Regions from separate parts of the Danio rerio genome. Here region 2 is linked to region 1. A link is a contact called in public HiCAR-type data. All regions are on one chromosome and are shown on one strand. The core of a region is the stretch at or near the end of the contact, and the rest is flanking DNA. Distances in the headings are between cores, read along the strand shown. Region 1 has its middle 49 kb from the start of msc. Region 2 has its middle 59 kb from the start of xkr9.

Region 1 (3,152 bases), core at 235-2,734:
GTATAGTTACCCAAACTGTTTCTACTGTTTTTAAGCTCTCTGTTAAACTTTTGGAAAAGCAACAATTGGTTGTAACAGAATAATAGCTAATATTATTAGCATTATTATGACTGTTTAAATGTCAAAATGCTAATATAAACAGCCACAGATATATTTCAGCAGTTGTGTGAAGCAAAAAACGTGCTGATTTGTTGATTTGTGACAGGTAATGCTTGAATTATAAACACCATGTGCACTATGTTGCCCAAGATGCACCAATTACGTCAATTTTTCTTGTGCTTGAAATGTTAAAATGGCCCTTCTATGAATTGTCAGCCACTGAAATGGCCCCCGCCAATTTTTGTTTGAAACCCCTGCCTTAAAGGGACTTTGTTTTAGAACAGTTTTAAGTACTAATCTTTTCATCATTTATTTTAGATTACATTCAATAATAAAACTGCTACTTTCAAATAAATACAGCCTCAGTGAAAAGCTTCTATTTAACACTTGCCAAAACTTTTAATTAACAAAGTAAATATAATAACGAATGTTTAAAGTATATAACATGGGGAACTGTATTATTTAATAGGAAAATATCATTTGCTTAAGTTTTTTTTTTTTTTTTTTTGGAATTGAGAACACATTAGCAAGCACAGCTGAGTGCAGTAATTAAGCCCACATCGGACATGTGGAAAAGGCATTGAGATGGAGAGTCCTTGAGGAGCACATATGAACACTTCATATGGATCTATAGGGAGACACAAGTCGTACAGATACCAGCCATTCTGAGATAATGCTAACAGTTTGTCACCTTGTTAAGTGAGAAAAAAAAAGCTGTCATGAACTATGGGAGAGTTTAGTGTCTTTTTGTTTGCCATTGGAGGACCAAAGGGCAGTGAATGGAGCAGCAATTTCTACAATCTGGGGAACTGGTGAATTGTGGGGTATTAAATAGAGGGTGAGGTTTGTCTAAACCCCTCTAGATTGTTAACATAAATCTGCAGTTAATGTTTTGAGGTATTTTGGGTTTTGGGCCATGTTCATGGGAATTAATTTTTCCTCAAAAAAAGGGTAGTTTGAAAGTGAAGCCTGAACAAATAATACTATATGTACTAGTGATCAGAAATATACTGGATAGGAATCAGTTTATAATGCATATAAAATGCAATTCAATAATATAATAAAATTTATTTGGATTTTAATATTTTTTCAGATAAATAACTTAATTTTTGGATGAAATATTTTTTTTATTAATTTTGTCTACTGAAATAGCTAATGAAGTAAATAAGGTCTCATCCCCAAAATAATCTCTCTTTGTCTCGTCATGCATGGCCTTGCTGGTCATTTCTTTATTAACTATCAGTCGGTCGAGGTTGTGAATCAGCCTTGGACCTTTTTGTTTGTCTCTTTCTGCACCAGTTGCTGGGCAAACAGTCAGTCATCTCTGCTCACTCATCCCCTGACTCGAGCTTTGATCTGAAGACCCCTGAGGGCCCCCAAGGTCCCACACCAGAGTGGAGGTCAGAGGCCTCTGTCCATCCTGCACTTTCCACAGAAACTACACAGGGCAAACAACACCCCAGCTACTGTTAAAACACATCACTTTGACACAAACCTACACACAAACCAGTTGGAAATTTGTTCGTGTTCATTGAAACAGAAAACATGACTTTGTGTTTCTTTACACTGACTGTATTTTATTTCATTAGAATTTACATAAGTTTTAGCAAAAGATTAAGGAACAGTTATAATGTTTTCATCCAAAAACTGGACATTTTTTATGCTTTTTGCACTATGATATGTAACAAACATCAATATTTGCTTTTAATGCACTTTATTTTAAAACTGTTTTAATAACAGTTTGTGTTTGGTGCATAGAATCACAAGGTCTTTATAAATTGAACTGAACAATAATTGAACAACTCCCAATAAATAAATGAATCATGTTGTTATGGCTACAGCTGGAGACTTTATTGTTGATTGGTTAAATTGCAGGAGGGAAATCGAAAAGTAATTTTATATTTAAAGTAATTTACCTGACTTTCTACCAAAGTCAACTCTTCAGCCTGCTCCATATAACAAGTTTTACTGCCATGTTGCCCTTTAATTTTTAGCCCACAAATGTTTAAAAAATAATAATAATAAAACAATAATAATAATAATAATGATAACAAATAATAATAATAATAATAATGTTGTGTAAAATAAATAATCTTACATACCATCAGTTTTGAGGGTATCTATTTCATGCAATAGCCAGAAATGTGCTAAGAATAAGGGGCTCGTCTGGGATTGACTTCTGTAGAAACAGCAAGTGAACATTTTGAAATAGCATGACAAAAACAATATTTTCTAGTAAAAGATTCTAACCCCCCAGCCTCCTCCAAAAAAGGAAAGAAATGTTTTTTTTTTTGTTTGTTTTAAGATGCTTACATTAAAGTGTTTAAAAAAAAAGTTTTACCATGTTAATGAGTTGTAATAGTGATAGTTAACTGCTTAGCATTCTATTATATAAGCTTTGAATTGCTTACATTTTACTCCATTATCACAATATGTGTTAAAAAGCAATTAAAGTAGTTGGTATTGGTTTGTTTCTGTAGTGTTGGAGTTTTGTTAAAATCTAAGTAGCGAGTGAACATAGTTAGCTTTCGTCCCACACGACTAATTTTTCCCTGTCCAGGTGTCCTGATGATAAAGATGAACGTCTTTAGTTGACAGTTGACACCAATGATTCATGGCCAACTTAAAGTAGGTGACAAATATCTAAGTTACTACATCAGTGGTGAATTACAGGCTAATTTAATCTACATATGGCAATATTTGTGTCGCCGCTTGGGTAGAACCCTAATTTTGCGGTTAGAAGCTGTCATCAAATTCCTCTGGTCAGGTTACCACCGTTACCACAAAGACAATGGGAAACTAAAAAAAAAAAACATCCCATCTTGTAGGATTATGAGACACTAATCAGGCTAATCCAGACAGCTCCTGAATTCCCACACAGGTAGAAATCGCACACCTTTGGCCCGACAGAAATGTCCACATGCAGACACACTCGTGTGACACACTCAGACATCAGCGCCTGCTCTTTTGAAGTCAGTATAATTAACAGGCCATCCGATACACTATCAGCCCAAGAGGCTTCTGGTCTCAGAGGCACGTAGCAGATCCATCAA
Region 2 (3,152 bases), core at 295-2,794, 390 kb before region 1:
ATGTCATGCTCTAAGGTCACTCTGAATTTATTTATTTATTTTTTAAACATAAATTATATGCTTGGAAATAGTCTCTAAGTAGGCTGCTAGGTAGTTTTTAAGACACAGTCGACATGTAGGTATTTCCCACTCTCATCCAGAAGATGTCAGTGAATCTTCATGAAACTGATCCTAAACCTAAGGCTAGGAGTCCTCTTTGTTTTTTTAAGGACAGTGCAATGCGACCCGGCTTCATTATCATAATAACTTCTCTTCAGTAATTAGACCTACTGCTTTGTTGACGTTAGAAGTTCTTTAGAATCTATTTTATCAATCAATAAATCATAAACATGTCAATGAAAAACTAAATCACAGAACATTATTTAAATCATTAAAAAAATGATAATAATATCATTAAATATTCGCTCGCTTACACAAACAAGTGCGGGGTTGTATTAACCCAGCGGTGGGTTATTATGGAGGTTTGGTTAGTAGGCCTACTTAGAAAAAAATTAATAATAATAATAATTTTTCAACCCAACTGTTGGGTTTGTATTTGTGTTTACATTAGAGTCTGCAGTTCCAAAGATATTGAAAAAGAAAAAGTTTGATTTTAAAATTAATTAATTCCTTTTCCTTGGGCTTAGTCCTTTTATTCAACAGCGGTTGCCACAGCAGAATGAACCACCAACTTATCCAGCATATGTTTTACACAGCGGATGCTCTTCCAGTCGCAATTCAGTCCTAGACAATGATTTTAAAATCACTGGCAAATTTAATGGTGTTTAAACAAATAGTTTTTAACAGTAATCTGTCGGTTCTTAAAAATATATTAAATATCTCAATTATTGGACTATAGATAACATGTAAATACGTGTTTCTTTCTTTCGGTTTCTTTAAAAAATGTGCAATACAACAGGAAAATATAATTTCGTTTAAGAATGCATTTATGCGAATAATTTAATAATTTAACAATTAATTAAATAGTAATAGCTTACATATATTTGCAATAATCGCTCCCGTTTACAGTACATATCTCGCTACATGATTACTTTTTTATTTAAATACATATACACATATGGTGTTGTCTAAAACATTTTTGAATGCGTCAATAGGCCTACCGCAGAAAATAAAATTTTTCATCTTACAATAACTTTGCACATCCGTGACTGTGGGCACACCAGCTAAACACATGCACTGTCACTGTACACAAAAATGTAAAAAAAAAAAATAAAATAAAAATACGAAAATGCTTGTTTGAATATAAGATCAGATTCTAGAATTTTTTTTTCATAGAATGTATTCTGCTTTGATGTAGCCTAGATTTTACTTGTATTTATTTGCTGAGTTATATTAGAACTACTGGTCACATTCATTCTAAATGAGTGCATTGCAATTAGGCTACTGATCTTTAAATCACATGTCCATGTCCTACACATGTCGCCTATAATAAACGCTGCTTCGTCGTGTGTCTCTTTTCCCTGTTGGAGCAGAAATATAGGGGTTATATGACAGGGAAGTGGTTCGTACGGGGTTATATGACAGGGAAGTGGTTTTTTGTGGTCTGGAGGCCGCGCGGCTCGTCATGTCACCGCCACACACTGTGCGCGCGCCGCATGTGCCACAACTTCACTGTGAGAGCGGCGCGAGCACTACTGCGTCTGTAAAGAGAAGATTGAATTTCTATAAACATGATGGCGCTTAGTTTAAATTTCCCTCGTAAAACAATGTACATTTCTCAGAAATAAAGCGTTTAATGAAAACACAAATGTCCGACACTTCAATCCAAAATAAATAGGTTTGGATGAAACAATGTGTATTAAAACATAATATCATGGTTATTATTATTATTATTATTATTAATATTATTATTAATAAATTATCTGTACATTTTTAGCTTCTTTGTTTTAGCCTTTAGTAGCTAATTGCTTAGTGCTATAAGATAATACATTAGTTGCTTTTCCACACTGTAAAAAAATATATGATAAATTATTTATGACGGTATGTTTTAATTAGTGCTTATTAAACTAAGTTAATTATATTCTAACTTAATTTTATAGGTTACACAAGGTGTTTTAGACCAGTTTAACAAAATGTAAGTTCAATGGACTCATAAGGTTATTTGATTCAACTTAAAAATTTAAGGCAACCATGATTTTTTTTTTTTTTTACAGTGCATGTGCCAATTTCACTTGTTCGGGTTTTACTGTAACTGTAAGTGTACGCTGTATATATTGTAATGCTTGCGTAGCGTCAAATACCCTGTTAATACAGACTAGGTTTAATATTTCCCTCCTTAGGAAGGCGGCAAAGTATTATTTATTTATTTATTTAAAATATTTTTTTTGTGAATTTATAAATGACCAAACAAGTATACTAAACCATGTTATTTATTATTTTGCAAGCTTTTTCTTTAGCCACAATAATTAGAAGATTGACAAACGTCAGTATAGACTAACTGCTTCAGTGTAAGTAGGCTGCTCTTATAAAATATAATAATAATAATAATAATAATAATAATAATAATAATAATAAACAATAGTGATATCAAGCTGTATTGAAGAAAAACGCGCTCATTCCTTCAGATCATTACTTTAAATAAATAAAAACACAAATTCCTGCACATTTTTAAAAACATTTAACCTTATTTATAATTCCGACTAAATATACAGGTATTTAACATCCTACTAATGTTTCATCAGTGAATTCTCGTTTAACTGAGTTGCAGGAGAAGATCTCACCTGCTGCTCGACCCGGATGAGACGGACCATTGCTCATATGCTCATATTTAATGATTTTCACAGAACTCTTGGAGCATGACAGCCGGCCGAACCAAAAAAAAAAAAAAAAAAAAAATCTACCCTCACTTCCACCACAAACCAAATCAATCAAAAAGGGATATTAAAGACTATGCGTCCTGGTCCTAGTGTTTGTATAAGCTTGATTTTCACAACTGGAAATTGATAGCCATCTGCTCAGGCAGGCTGGAGGGATATCGAGTGCTAGCAGGTAACTGACAGCTATTAAAACCTCAGTCTGCTTCGTGACTAAACCAGTCACACTCATTAAAAGAAGAACCGGACAGGGAAGAGGAACTTCAGTCAGCAAAAACTCGCCGATAGAAGGAGCGGCGGCGTGATGAAGATTGACAGGTGTCAGTCAGTCACGAGGAC

The links. HiCAR-type assays count read pairs that join an accessible place to other places.
Region 2: a contact with region 1 is called in a HiCAR-type map of caudal fin, with 6 times the contacts expected there. The contact joins two enhancer-like sites. A contact is called at or near these places in 1 of 18 Hi-C or Micro-C datasets (embryo) and 1 of 4 datasets of contacts at active chromatin or transcription factors (caudal fin).

The regions. Positions count from the first base shown.
Region 1 is chr24:15,229,388-15,232,539 of GRCz12tu, reverse strand. It overlaps a transcript of eya1 not described here. Among named protein-coding and RNA genes, the nearest start is that of msc, 49 kb to the right of the region's middle. Within about 2 kb of position 1,484, at least 11 of the 62 cell types and tissues checked have an H3K27ac peak or open chromatin away from gene starts, as enhancers often do.
Region 2 is chr24:15,616,548-15,619,699 of GRCz12tu, reverse strand. No RefSeq gene overlaps it. Among named protein-coding and RNA genes, the nearest start is that of xkr9, 59 kb to the left of the region's middle. Within about 2 kb of position 1,544, at least 4 of the 62 cell types and tissues checked have an H3K27ac peak or open chromatin away from gene starts, as enhancers often do.